Regions from separate parts of the Danio rerio genome. Here region 2 is linked to region 1. Evidence: chromatin contacts called from public HiChIP or PLAC-seq data. All regions are on one chromosome and are shown on one strand. The core of a region is the stretch at or near the end of the contact, and the rest is flanking DNA. Distances in the headings are between cores, read along the strand shown. Region 1 holds the start of mycla (MYCL proto-oncogene, bHLH transcription factor a). Region 2 holds the start of zgc:153911.

Region 1 (7,807 bases), core at 1,558-4,057:
TCTCGAAGTCATCCTCAGGGTCCGTGTCAGGGGAAGGAGCGGCATAGTTGTGTTGTTGCCGATGTAGAGAAACGTGGAAGCGTTTGGGACATGGTCCAAATGGATCAGCACTGACTGTAATGGTAACCGGCGTCCGGCGACTCGGAGGACGGCCACGTTTGGGCCGGTTGTCCACAGTCACAACATCAATCTCATCATCATCCTCATCGTCATCTGAGGAGACAAAGTGATTGGCAGCTTCAGCAAAATTACAGGATATTTTAAATGAGACATCTTTCAGCACAATATGAAATCCAAATAAAAATGTATACTAACAAAAAATACAAAACTGGGTACAAACTAGGCATGAGATGATAACCGGGTTCAAGGTTTAACGCGGTTTGGAAAAGTCAAGGTTTTAAAACCAGCATAATTTTCAGATATACCGTTTCTATGGTACATGTTAAGTTTTTTTCTTTTTTACATGTTTATTTTGTGACTTTAGTTCTTTAGGGCAACAGTATGTCCAGCAAAAAAGTACCCTTCACGTCAAAAGCGCCCATTTCAAAATATTTAAAATGCTTCTTAAATTAAAATATATTGTGCTCAACGGAAGAAAAGATGTTGTTTATTACTCAGACATTTAAAAAGAACTTGGTTTAGGGCACTAGTCACAATACAGTGATACGTTTATCCAAGGTTATCAATACCGTCAAAATATTATACTGGCCCATGCCTAGTACAAACATCTTTCATAATACTGCAGGTTATACAAATGCAATTTATGCTTCCACTTTATAACAAACAGCTTTGTGTAAAGGTCATTTACTCACTAGTAAACTACAAATAAAACTGTTGAATATTTCGTAGATTTTGGGATGGAAGTTGATTTCCAGCTCTTGTGACATGAGTCAATTAGTTACACTGTTGTATTGGCATATTTAAAAGGCACAATTTCATTAATATTGTCCCTTTAATGCTTTGGTAGTGTAATTTTTGCTAACCATTACCACCATTCATTTTAGCAATTAGAAGAAAGCATAAATATTAAAACAACAAAAAAGTTTAGAATACGCACTGCAAATTTAATGAGGACAAATAAAATTACAAAAAATAAAAATAACAAATTACACCTATAAACATTATATACTTATTCAAACCTAAAAGTGCAAAGAACTACTCAAACTACAATGAAAACCTGAAAAGATAAACAAAATAAGCTAGGATAAGAATGATAATACAATGCCAGGGCGGTTTCTCTGAACGCTGCAGCAAATGGTAAATAATTGGATTTAGCAAAGTTCAGAGAGTAGTGCAAGCAGTGGAGTTCCCCCAACGTGCAAGTGGGAAATGAAAAACTGGGAGTGGCACTGGAGCGGATTACACAACTTTTGAGCAGAGGAAGGGAATCCGCTCCACATCAGGACCTTTCAGTCTGGGTTTAAGCTTGGGCTCACCATTTCTTTAGAAATATTATTAAAAATAAATTGTCTGGAAGATTTAGTCTGAACTGCAAGTAATCATATATTAATCATCCATATTTGTAGCACACTCTCAACAGACTCTGCGTGGTATTAAAGTAATTATCGCCTCATGTCATCAATATTAGTCTCTTACCGGATGAATCTGAGCGACACTCTGAACCGGAGGAGCCAGCAGCCACTTTCTTATGCGGGACGGGGAGCTCCAGGACTGCGGCGGGGCTTACGCACTGTGCCGCCTGGCTCCCTGTCACGGGCGTGCCCGATGCGGCACGGGCAGCTTTCTGTGCGGTCGAGTTCTGGATCAGAGCGGCCACCGGTGCTCGCTCTCCATGCGCAACCTTCTCCAGCCGGTGACTCGTGGAAAGTCCACTCCACATGCAGTCTTTGATAACAATTGAACCCAGATTCCCAAAAATGTCCAGTGGGTCGAACTTGTGAAGCCCCTCATACTCCTCATCACACGTTAACACCTTCGGCGGCGCCCACCCAAGCCGGTCCCCGGGTATCGGGAATAACCAGTCCCCATCCAGCGTCCTTGAGGGCGACATGGGCGGGGTGGGAAGCAGCTCGAATTTCTTCCATATATCCTCACTCGGCGCCGTAGACTTAAAGAAGTCCTCCTCGGTGTCCATCTCGTCGTAAAAGTAGTGCTCCATGTCCCAGCCGTACAGTGTTTGGGTGTTGACTCCAGGCATCGCTTCAGACCATGTACTACTACACGAATATCTGCGAAGACAACGGGTCATTAGATCAAATGATGCCCGACCACGTGGAGCTCAAAAGCGTCGCAATGCACTTTACAAGTAAAACGCACACTCACTAACTGCATGCTGTCACTCAGTGCATTGCTTAATGTACATTAAATGCTGTAAAGTGCTATTCTTACACGCAAATACCAATGCATTGCTTTAAAATGATATACATGCATGCACACGCGTATGCTCACTAACCTGCATTAAATGCACATATCTGTAGTGCACATGCATAACGGTTGAGATTGGTCTATCTAGGCAAAATAGTTTATCAACACTAACAGCAGTTAACCCCTGCTGACTGAACGACAGAGAAACGGTCGCATGTGATGTGAATGCGTTACTCCAACACTCCCATTAAGGTTAAACGCACTAAGAGGGTGAAAGTAACACCAGGTCCCATAAAAAGATACAGGAAATGTTCAACAGCCCACGAGTCAACACTAGAGCGAACAACAAAATTAACTTGAGATCAAGTCTGTGATAGTCCGACGTAAAATATGCACTTACCATGGGGTCGCAGACCTGCAAAGTCCAGGGAGAGTCTACGGGACGCGCAGAACAGAACAAAGAAGCGCAGCGTCCGGTAGAACTCCGGTACACGCGCTCTCGCGAAACAATAGCGCGCGCTACTCCAGCAGTCTGTTTCACAGCCGTTTAACCTGAACAACAAGAAAAGTTTTCCTTTTCTTCCTCGCGGATATAAAGCGGGTGTCCTGTTACAACGGCAGCAACGATCGATCCGCGTGGTGCAGTGGAGCCGCACCCTCCCCCAGCCCGCTGCCGGTAAAAGTGCTTTCGCGCCAGATCTGCGTCTTTGTGTGCGAGAGCACCGCGTGGCCACGCCCACCGGAGGCGCGGGGCGGGGAGAGCGTGTGAACCGCCGCTTTATTGTGAATGTGAAGGCAATTCACAGCGCTAAAACGAGTATTTGAATGAAAATAGAAGCGTCTACGTCACTACTCCAATCTCATCACGATTGAACTGATGCGTCCCTTTAATTGCCTTCTGATGCATGACGCACTAATCAATATGTTGCGTCTGAACGCGCTAATCCTCGAAAGATGCAAACTCTGAAGTCTTTCTGCCCTTCTGTTTTTTGAAGCATCTGTTGATGAAAAACGCAACAGATTTTTTTTTCAAAATGTATTTGTAGTGTGTGGGTTACTAAAATAACAGTATCACATGGTTGCAGAAGGGACTAAAAAAGAAAATAAGAAAAGCCTAAGAAGTAGTACCAAAAAGAACATAAAACTTAGTAATATGATATAAAGATAAACTCAAACCATAAACACTGTTAAACTAACAAAATTAATAAGGAAAAAACAATGGGTAAATATTTGAGAAAAAATAAGCCAGCGTATTTTTTGTCCATATTTTAACCAAACTTTGAAATAACCTAACATTTTTAGAGTATGTATTAAATTAAAATTTAACGATAATAAAATATACAGTGGTGGAAAGAGAAAAATATCATACTCAAGTAAAAAAATCATACTCAAGTAAAAGTACCATTACTTGCCTAAAATGTAGTGCAAGTTGAGTAAAAGTATCTGTTGTAAATATTACTCAAAGTATGAGTAAAAAGTAGCCCTTTCAAAAGTACTCAAGAGTAGCGAGTATTACACTGAAAAGCTGATGAGCTTACATGCAGTTTGTGCTGTTATGTGTAAACGTAACATTCTGTAGTGCATATTTGTTTGTTCCTTCCAACCTTCCTTCCATTGTTTGTTTATTCTATCCTTCCTTCCTTCATTTATTTGTTTGTTTATTCCTTGCTTCAGTCATTTGTTCTTTCCTTCATTCCTTCCTTCATTTTTTCGCTCATTCGTTTGTTCATATTTTTGTTCTTTTCTTCATTAGGGCCTTTGTTTGTTCATTAATTCGTTCATTCCTTCCTTCCTTAGTTTGTTTAGTCCTTCCTTGAACCCTTCCTTCATTCTTTTGGTTCTTCCTTCATTCCTCCCTTGATTCGTTCGCTCATTCATTTGTTCATTCATTCATTCATTCATTTCTTTGTTCCCTCATTCATTAGGTCCTTAGTTCATTTATTAATTTGTTCCTTCTTTCCTTTGTTCAGTCTTTACTTGAACCTGTCCTTCATTCATTTGGTCCTTCCTTCTTTAGTGTCTCCCTTCATTCGTTTGTCATTCATTTGTTTGTTCATTCATATTTTGTTCCCTCCTTCAATAGGTTCTTAATTCATTCATTTGTCCTTCCTTCCTTCCTTCCTTCCTTCCTTCCTTCCTTCCTTCCTTCCTTCCTTCCTTCCTTCCTTCCTTCCTTTGTTTAGTCCTTCCTTGAATCCTTTCTTCATTCATTTGGTCCTTCCTTCCTTCCTTCCTTTGTTTAGTCCTTCCTTGAATCCTTTCTTCATTCATTTGGTCCTTCCTTCATTCCTCCTTAAATTCGTTTGCTCATTCAGTCATTGGGTCCTTTGTTCATTCATTCATTTGTTCTTTCCTTCCTTCATTCATTCTTTGCTCATTCATTTGTTCATATTTTTGTTCTTTCCATTATTATGTCTTTTGTTCATTCATTCGTTCCTTCCATCCTTAGTTTGTTCAGCCCTTCCTTGAACCCTTCCTTCATTCATTTAGTTCTTCCTTCTTTCCACCCTTCCTTTGTTCACTTATTTATTTGTTCATTCATTCATACTTTTGTTCCCTCCTTCATTAGGTCCTTAGTTCATTCATTCATTCGTTTGTTCCTTTCTTCCTTTGTTTAGTCCTTCCTTGAATCCTTTTTCATTCATTTGGTCCTTCCTTCATTCCTCGTTTCATTTGTTTGCTTATTCGTTCGTTCGTTCGTTCGTTCGTTCATATTCTTGTACCTTCATTCATTAGGTACTTTGTTCTTTCATTCATTTGTTCCTTCCTTGGTTTGTTCAGTCCTTCCTTGAATTCTACAACTATTCATTTGGTTCTTTCATCATTAGTTTGGTCTTTCCTTCCTTGGTGCGGTCCTTCCTTTATTCCTTGTTCGGTTCTTCAATCCATTTAGTGATTGTTTAAGGCTGTTTGGTGATTTCAGTCATCATACAGTCGACATCCTTCATTTTCTCATCAGTCACATGAAGTCTATAAAAAGTCTCTGGGTCATTAAAGATTTTAGACATCTTCTTAGACATTTTTTTAATGCCACCAAAAGGTTTGCTGCATTCTAGTGCCCATGTCTTGAGGTTGTTCAATGTGATGAGATTGACTTTTTATGTGCATTTTGATTGGACAGGAATCACAGGACTGATTTTTCCACTTTAGCCAATCATAAACAAGAAAGAAAAAAGTAATGACTGCAGTCTGAAGGATAATAGTTGAGTGAAAGTACCGATACAGCACTAAAAATGTACTCAAGGGAAAGTAAAAATACAAAATACACATTTTTGAAACCACTTAGTAAATTAAAATTATTGAGAAAAACTACTCAGAGTAATTGGAGTATTTGTAATGTGTTACTTTACACCACTGATTATATACAGTGTGATATGAATATTGGGTTTTAATTTATAGATTTTAGATATTTGTGTGTAAATTTAATTATATATATAATTATAACCACTACATTCATACAAACAGTTTTATTTAATTATCAGTCAATAATATAACTTTTCTTTATATGCAATATATATATATATACCTATTTTCTAGTTTACTCATTTTTATTTTAAAGAAATAAAGTAAATAGCACTTAACTCAATATTACAAATGTAAAAAAAAATGTAATGTACATGGTTGAAATATTATGTGGTAAAAACAAATGTAAATGCTTAATGTAAAAAATAATTTATAAAATCTACTCCACAAGCAAGCTGCAGGAAGTGGAGTATGCTTATATCAGCATTTTCTTTGGAGAGCTATTGTGCATATTATCATTTCTGTCCGTAAATCCAAATTTTCTACTTCTGCATGGCAGTGAAGGAGTGCTTCCAAGTTTTTCCCCCATGTCATTTGGATTCTGCCCTCACGTGTGAAGTTTGTGGTTTCGTATGGAGCAGTTAATGGCTCTGTTGACGTCAGAGTTCATCCATGCTCTCTTTCACCAAACACGCTCCTTACTGAGGGCACAGTGTGAACGCTAGTCGAGTAGGCTAAAAGTGTGACCCAACACTTGATCTTTCAGAGAATCACACATCTATGCAAAGATCAGAGCAGATACAGCACTCAGTGGAGAAAGTTCATGCCTATAAGGTCATGTTTCTTTGAAATTGATCTAAAACCGGACACAAGCATGTGATGTGCACAGATTATTTGTGCTCTGTAAACAATTATAGCATCAATTAGTCCTGACAGCATATGTTTTTAGTTCATTGTAACCTAATAATCTAAGTTAATCATGTTCTAACTTAATTTTATAAGTCACGCAAGCTGTTTTAAGTCAGTTTAACATAATATAAGTTCAGTAGACTTAAGGTTAATTTGAATCAGCTTAAAATGTTTTTACAGTGAAAAAAAGTTAAGAATTGACGTAAAGGGTGTCAGCTGTTAAAGAGAATGTAAAGGACAGGATAATGGAGGAGGATAGCTTTCAGAGTTGGAGCCCAGTTGTTGTATTTTTATCATATAAATATATGTGAGGCTATTATGTATTATTATGGAACCGTAACACAGGAAAGGTGGAGAAATGGGAGTTCTGGAACAGTGACCTTTGTCCTAACAAACCATTCTGTATTTTCCTTTTAAACTCTACTTAACAGCACTCATGCAGCTTATTTAAGTCAACATTAAAGTCTGCGATGCACACATTTGAGATGCTATGGTCTAGTCTAGACATCTGCTGTAGGTCCAGCCAGTCAAAACACCCAGTCAAGTGGTCAAAAGGCTATAAATGGACAGTACTTACACACATACACTACAAAGAATCCCCCAGCCCCCACAAACATACACACATGTACATCTATCTTTGTGAGAACTCCTTTAATAACTGTAACAAGTGGCAGCTCAATCGCATCTAAACGCTAAAACAGCTGTCATAGCAATATGTGGAATTTTCTTGGCAGGTATGGAAATTAACAATGTAAAACAGAAAATATGTTAGGACCTTAGGTCTTCATTCTATCATATTTGTGAGCCGTCTTCGTCAATGGCACCAAAAAATGTTTCCACAAGGTAACAATTTACTGGTTTTGCTATATGCGTGTGGGCATTTGGTCCCCACAATGTAAAAATATACAAGCTACACTACACACTCTTTTCCTGTTTTATGGAGACTTGCTGTGCAAACTGTATATTCAGTCCCCATATCCCAATCCAAACCCAACACATTCTTAAAATACTTTATTCTTGAGCCTTTTTCCGCTGCAAAAAGCACATATAGTCACACTTCACTAATTACTTTTATTACTGTGTGAGGATATTTTTTTTTACTCCAACGTACACACACACACACACAAACACACCGCTGAAGAAGCACATGTCCATTGTCAATTTGAGTTTGTGCGCCCTCTGCTGCACCATGAGCCCATGACACTTCCTCAATCACCAATGCATAAAAGAAACAAAAGATTTGTCAGTTTGTTCCATCCCCCCTTTCAGAGAAATACCAGACCCTCCTTCTTTTCTGGCATTAGGGTTAATATGGACTGATAACTGTAAT
Region 2 (7,807 bases), core at 1,636-4,135, 69 kb after region 1:
TTCAGTTGATAGTATTTTTATTAGAAATGTTTTCTTTGTATTGGTCTTCGGTTATATTGTCATTTTCTGAGATACTGGATTTGGGGTTTTCATTACTTGTCATAATTATTAAAGGAGAAATAAACACTTGAAATATATTAGTCTGTGAAGAATGAATGTATACATTATACAAGTTTCACTTTTTGAATGGAATCGGGGAAATAAATCAACTTTAGGATATTTTTATTATATGACCAGCACCTGTATACACATAATCTGTGAAGTAATATTAATCACACTGGTGGGATATTATACAAATGTATATTTTATTTCAGCATCACATGAGTAAACATGTCACTTGATACGGAGGCAAATGTAAACAATTGAAATATTAAACAGCACACAGTGGTCCCATAGTCAAACATAAGTACTACTAACACACTAGTTCACAGTATAAAATTACATGTTATAAATTACATGAATTCAAATCAAATTCCATTTTTAGAGAGAAACTAATTTAATAAATATCGTTGTAAAATGTTACTGTGGAGCAACAAGATCCTGCCAGCAGGTGTGTGTAAAAAAATACTGTTTAGTGCATAAAGTCAAGAGTAAAATGTATAACACTAATGGAAATGGTCTCAAACATAATGCTTGTTAAGCAGGACATCAGCAGTGCATCATAATATGATATGACTGACAAATTCTGTTTATGAAATTTTTAGCTCTGTTAAAAGTGTTTAGCACCTAGGAAGATTTGGTTAGTTTAGCTGTGACAAACACACCAGATATCTGACATAAAGATCAGTGGAATAATGCATTGAAATGGTATTTAACATGAAAGGATCATCACAGCACAAATAAAGTGTTTATTTGTTAAAAACTGGTTTAAAATAACTTGAACCATGTAACAATAAATATAATACTAAATTCTGTCCTGGAAATGATCATCATTAAAAAAACAGCATAACCATCATAATCATACATTTTCACTCAGACTTTTAGTTTCACTGGAGGAACTTTGTTTGCTCTTTTCTGCTTTTCTTCTTCTTTTGATAAAGAATACAAACAATAAAACCATCGCGAGCAGCAGCAGAGCAACTGGGATCAAAATGAAGCATTCAGAGCATCTGTTCTCTTCTTGTTTTTCAATTTTATCTGTAAAGAAAAAAAAATAATTATGATTATTGTAAATAGTACAGTGCATGTTTGGAAGGAGAAAATAATGACAGAACTTTCATGTTTGCTTAAACTATCTCCATCAATATTGATTGTTCATAAACATTTAAAAATGCTTATATTTATTGATTTCTTTTACAAAGTCCTCACCTGACGAAAGCTGGATCTCTCTTCTGATGTCTTGCCCCAGCGGTTTGTTGTGCAGAATAAATGTCAAAGATGAATTTGAGACGTCAGAGAGTTTTATCCAGCTGGACACGATGTAAAGTCCTGTGCTTGTGTCCTGTCTGAGGTGTGTTTGAGTCTGGTTGGTGATGTCTGAGTTCTCCATCAGCCACTGCAGTGTTGGAGAAGGGTATCCTCCATCTGACGTCACCAGCAGATTGACTCCATCCGTCAACATGGAGAACTGCAGACGAGGCTCAGAGTAGAGCGCTGGGAAACACAACACGCATGTTAAAACAAGCATTTTTCCCATTTTCTGAGCTCGATTCATGAGATTCATCATCAACATGTCTATATGTGTCATTTTGTTACCTGCAATATTTACAGCAAAGCTCTTCTTCTGGCTGCCGGAGTTTGTGCTGATGGAGCAGGTGTAAACACCGGCATCCCTCTGAGTCACTTTGTCCAGTTTGAGAGAGGCGTTTCCTCGCTGCATCTCCTGAATGAACAGACTGGTGCGGCTGACATAATGAGGATTCTGCCGGTCCAGCTGATCCCGACTGTAGTAGAAGCTGTGAACTACATCCAGCCCTCGCTGCCATGTGATAACAGTGCTGCTCAGATCCCACGAAGAATCCACAGGGAATGTGCAAGGGAGGATCAGCTCCTCACCGTAAAACCCAATGACAGGACTTCGGGGAACAGAGATCTCAAATTCAACTAAAGAGACACAAAGAGGAAAGAAGACATTTATTTTACAATCATAACTTGAATGATCAGTTTGTTGGCAGCAGATTTCTTCTTGCATTAAGCATTTACAGTAATATTTGAATCTCAAACTAAGATTTACTGATAATGAGAATCAAAAGCGGAATGCAATCAAATGAATGTTTCTTTAGCTCCACTGTCCACGTGCCCTCGTGTTTATAAACTAATGAGATCATAATGAAATGACATCATGAAAGCACCTAAATCCCAAGGTCACATCTAATCTGGGTCATGATGATGAGTCATTATAACATTCATTCTGACTAAGCATGTCTCGGCATGTTGGCAAATGCCAACACACTATACAATATATTATGGGTGCTGTCCTAACATATGCTATATTATACAAACAAACACGTGGGCAGAGAGACTATTTTAGGGGTTTAAAGATATAATCAAACCACTTTTATCGTCACATCACCAGCAGCACGTGTGCTATAATAAGTGAACAACTTATCTAGCTACAGGCTTCAGACAGTGCAAAATACAATGACACACTTTACAAACACAGTATTAATTTAAATACAGTCTATACATAAATAAATAATAAATATGAAAGGTACACATATGTAAACACAAACAGATCACTTTAAGATTACATTATAGTTTTGAGATACTTACTGAAACAGGAGGCTTCAAGAAGTAGGAAAAAAAAGCAGAACACCTTCAAGTTCATATCACAATCCACGACCGCAGGAAAGAAGTAAATCCTTTAACACTCCTGAATCACTATTACCAGAAACAAAACAAAAAACTCAGTGATTTTGTTTAGTTGTATGTGGGTGAAGCCGAGCTGATCAACAGCAGAGGTCCGATCCCGATCACTCTCGATGAACTCTGAGCTGTCACTCCATATTGTCACTGTATTAATGTCCGCCCCATAGTTACGAGATTTAGCCCCGCCTCTATTGTGTAACCAAAACATCCACGCGTGAAACCGGCAGGGGTGTGTCAGAGGAGAGGAGATCATGTAGAAACCAGCAAAACCAGCTTACAGCATCAAAACATCAAAACCAACATGTTTTTTTTCCAGGAGGGTAGTTCACTTCCAAAAAAAATCCCCCTTTACTTGCCCACGTTTCCTTTTTGAGTGTAAAACTAAAAGAAGATATTTAAACTGTAGATATTAAAGATATTAAACCTGTAACCATAGACTTCTATAGTATTTGTTTTTTCTTTATTGATGTCAATGGATACATGATTCCAATATTATTAAAAATAAATTCGTTTGTGTTCTACACAGAAAGAAAACTCATAATGATATGAAACAACTTTAAACAAAAACGTTTGTGTACAATGAAAAAAAGAATCTCAAAAAGTTTTGTGACAAATGAAGGTTGAGTAAATGACAGAAATGTCATCATCCCCAAATTTGAGCTCGGTTTAATAGCAGCTGTTTTCATTTATTTTTTCACTCTAGGAAGACAAACTTGGGAAACTTTATTTCTAAATAACACATTAAAAAACAAAACCCATTTTAACATTAATGATCTGGGATCTGATATACCACAATGATTTAAATATGTGCCCTGGTTGTCCGTGGTGTAAAGTAACTAATTACAAATACTCAAATTACTGTAATTAATTACTTTTTCTCAGGAATTGTAATTTACTGAGTAGTTTTAAAAATGTGTACTTTTACTCTCACTTGAGTACATTTTTATTGCAGTATCTGTACTTTTACTCTCACTACTTTCCTTCAACCTGCAGTCACTACTTTATTTTTCTTGTCTATGGGGATTAGAAAAATCAGTCCTGTAATTCCCGTCCAATCAAATCACACATTGAAGGTAAATCGCTTCATAATGAAATACCTGAAGACATGGGTGATTTATAATTGCAGCAAACTGTTTGGTAGCATTAAAAGTGTCCAAGAAGATGTCCAAATTCTTTACACGCAATGACCCAGAGACTGTTTAGATGCAGGTCACTGATGAGAAAATGACAGATGTTTACTGTATGGGGACCAAAATGGCCTTAAACACCCAATGAGCACAAGACATCAACATGATGTCCAATTGACGTTGTACCCCAATGTCTTAAGGCGATGCATTTTGTTTGGTATTTACTATGATCTTCTATGTAAAGCTGCTTTGACACAATTTACATTGTAAAAGCGCTATACAAATAAAGGTGAATTCAATTTAAATTCAAATCGGGTTGACGTCAGAACTTACTGTCAGACCAACGTCAATGTCCAACCGAAAACCAACCAAATATCAACGTCTAATGATGTCAAAGCTTGAAGTTGTGTGAACGTTACCACCATGACGTCTACCTGATGTTGAATTTTGGTTGCCACACCTGATGAATAATTATCAGTATTTGACGTCAGTGTGATGTTGGTTTAAGATGCTAGCTCAACATTGGATTTTGGTCACTTTCTAACACAACCTAAAATCGACTAAATATCAACGTCATTTAACGTCGTTATTAGACATCAAATTAATGTTGTCCTTAGACGCTGGCTAGACATTGAATTTTGGTCACTTGACATCACAACCTAAATCTAAGCTAATATTAACATCCTATGACGTTGTGTGCCTACTGGGCAATAACTACATGCACTACAGAATGTTACGTTTACACACATCCACAAATTACATGAACACATTAGCTTTTCACAGTGTAATACTCACTACTAGTACTTTTGAAAGGGCTACTTTTTACTCCTACTTTGAGTAATATTTACAACAGGTACTTTTAATCTACTCGCACTACATTTTTAGGCAAGTAATGGTACTTTTACTTGAGTATGATTTTTCAGTACTCTTTCCACCACTGCTGGTTGTTAACGACGCACACTATAAAAAGATCTGACCTCATACCGCCAAAGACATTACGATATCGCAAAGTCGCCACAGCAACCTGAACAGCAAGGAGAACAACCGACAACATTCTCGAATCTAGTAGATACTACTGGTATATGCGTGATGACGTCATGGAAAACAACGTCGTGCGGGTGTGGCAACGTGATACGTATCAACACCCAAACACACCAAACAACACACTCAAAGTTCCTAAGGACAATCCCTAATGCTTACTATAGATATATAGCCTACATGTATATATACTTGCTGAAATTTCGCTCAAAATGTTGAGTCTCTTAAGCAATCGTTTTTAAAGCTTAGGATAGTCTTTATTGATAGAGGCTTTGTGAAGATTTTCTCTTTTCTCTTTCCTAACTTTTGTTATTGTATTTTCTCTTCAATGCAGTGATGTTATTTTTATATTCAATTAAAAAATTTTCTGATTTAGAGGATGAATCCAAACACATGTTTTTAAATGCACATATATGCACAAATGTTTTGGTTTGGTGTTGATTATCTAATATAACAATTATTAAAAAACACCAAACAACACACAAAAAGTCATTCAGCGACAGAGCGGCTGTGAAAAATGAAGAGAAACACGGGACAGTGATGTTAGCTGGTTAATATGCAGCATTATAACTGATAAATACATGTGAGAAATATGATGATGCATTTTAATCGTTTCATTTATTTTCATCATTATATAAAGCTTTATTTAGGTTTTCACTGTAACTTATAATTAGCTATCGTTCAGAGATGTAACGGTTCAAAAAGTGTGAAAAACCGCAGGATATGTGTTCAACTTATCTACAGTTAGAGTAAACACATATATGCTACTTTTCATGGGCTTCATTCATTAAACTTAAGCTGATTTCAGTGCTCATGGTGGCGCTTTTACTTATCTATTAGCCCCATCTACTGGAAGAGAATGAATTAGCCTAGCATTTAATTCACTGTCAAATGTTTCTGCAGTCAGTCAAACAAATGTGTTTTAGTTCATATTTAAATGACTGAAATAAACAATTGCTCGAGATAGCTATAATATATTATGTAGCCACTGTGTGTGGATCAAGATTACAGTGCAGTGGCTGCCTTTAGTTTTATTGCCAATAAATTTACTGCCTGTGATAAAACAAATAAGCACCTATAGTTCATGTATTTTGTTTGTTTGTACTTTTACCCACCAGTGTTTAAAACAAACCAATGTCATTATTGGTCATGTGATATAAGGTTTGCTCTAGGCTTAGCGCGGGTTCTTTTAACTGTTAAACTTCATATATGCATCTTTTGTTCCACATAAGTATCAACAACACCAACATGTGCTCAAACATCATGGTATTTATTTGACTTATTTACTTTCAGAAGTTAAATTTCATTTTCAACTTGACTGAACATGTCAGAAAAGTGTATTTTAGGCACAAAACTTTTAATGGCTCACCTGATTGATAGTAAGAGTTTAGTAAATTAAAAAGCTCAGTTTAACCTTTAAAAACAATTTTAGACATTCACTGTTCCTTTTATTTATATGAATGTAAAGAAATAATATTTTTAATAAAACTATCAGACTAATAAAATACATTTCTATATAATTTATTGCTCTGAATCTTTTAATAATCTGTATTTAAATGCTTAGTTTTATGATGAAAGCTGTGCAATTTTAATTGTGGTGGGCAAAACAGTGCAGTGGGCCTACAAAGCAGATTGACTGAGCAAATAAATGCATCATATTTGATAAATATATTTTAGTATGACTTTTCTAATATTGTTGAAGAGATTTTAATAGTACAGTGTTTATTTTGTTCATTAGGTCCTTCATGTTTTAAATATGATGCAGTAGGCTTTATGTTTAAGAGGAAAACACTTTCTTTGACCCCTGATCCCTTTACAGTTGGTCGAAATTATTAGCCCCCCCTGAATTATTAGACCCCCCCCCCCCGTCAGTTATTTCTAATAACTGATTTATTTTATCTTTGCCATGATGACAGTAAATAATATTTGACTAAGCTGTATAGAAGTGTCTTAAAAATATCTAAAGTGACATTTAGAGGTTTAACTAGGTTAATTAGGTTGGGTTAGGGTAATTAAACAAGTTATTGTATAAAGATGGTTTGTTCTATCGAGAAAAAAAAATTGTTTAAAGGGTCTAATGATATTTTTCTTAAAATGGTGTTTACAATTTTAAGCTGCTTCTATTCTAGTCAAAATAAAACAAAACTTTCTCCAGAAGAAAAAATATTCTCAGACATACTGTGAATTTTTTCTTGCTGTTAAACATAATTTGGGAAATATTAAAAAAGAAAAAAATCAAAGGGGTTTGATAATTCTAACTTCAACTATATATAAATGACAGATTAAATTGCCTGAAGTTTAATGTCTGGAATAGACCTTTTAAATGATATTCTATAAATTCCATGACCCATATAGGAACCCTGTATATGTCATGTCCTGTATGGGTATATGGCCTCATAGTGATTAATAAGACCATTTTTTATTTTATTGAAATGTCCATAACATTTGAAGTTACTCAGATGTAAGTTAAAACAAGTGATTTACCACAAGTGGCCTGCTTGTTGCAGTTTAGATTTGTCAGAATGAATCACATGGCAAAAGCTTTAAATCACAGTTTTAATGTTTTTATCACAGATTTATCTAATGAACGGTGTAACATGCACTACCGGTTAAAGGTTTGGGGTCAGTAGGATTTTTAAATGTTTTAAAATAAGCTTCTCCTGCTCACTAAGGCCGCATTTATTTAATCAGAAATACAGTTCAAATTGTGAAATGTTATTGCACTATAAAATAACTGTTCAAAACTCAATTACAAATTCCTTAACAGAGTTTATCTTACACCCTTACGCTTGAAAAAGATCTACAAAACCTCCTCTGGTCTTTGTTTTAGCTGC

Evidence for each region. HiChIP or PLAC-seq counts read pairs in DNA pulled down with a chosen protein or histone mark.
Region 2: a contact with region 1 is called in an H3K4me3 HiChIP or PLAC-seq map of gastrula embryo, with 2.4 times the contacts expected there. The contact joins the promoter of zgc:153911 here to the promoter of mycla in region 1. A contact is called at or near these places in 2 of 18 Hi-C or Micro-C datasets (caudal fin and an unstated tissue) and 2 of 4 datasets of contacts at active chromatin or transcription factors (embryo and gastrula embryo).

Annotation. Positions count from the first base shown.
Region 1 is chr13:39,367,193-39,374,999 of GRCz12tu, forward strand. mycla (MYCL proto-oncogene, bHLH transcription factor a) reads right to left here and starts at 2,808. Exons shown (of 3, transcript NM_212937.1): 1 at 2,726-2,808; 2 at 1,597-2,189; 3 at 1-213. The coding sequence starts at 2,158. It also overlaps a transcript of mfsd2aa not described here.
Region 2 is chr13:39,436,129-39,443,935 of GRCz12tu, forward strand. zgc:153911 reads right to left here and starts at 2,886. Exons shown (of 4, transcript NM_001077315.1): 1 at 2,713-2,886; 2 at 1,696-2,043; 3 at 1,309-1,593; 4 at 287-1,137. The coding sequence starts at 2,767. The coding sequence ends at 959.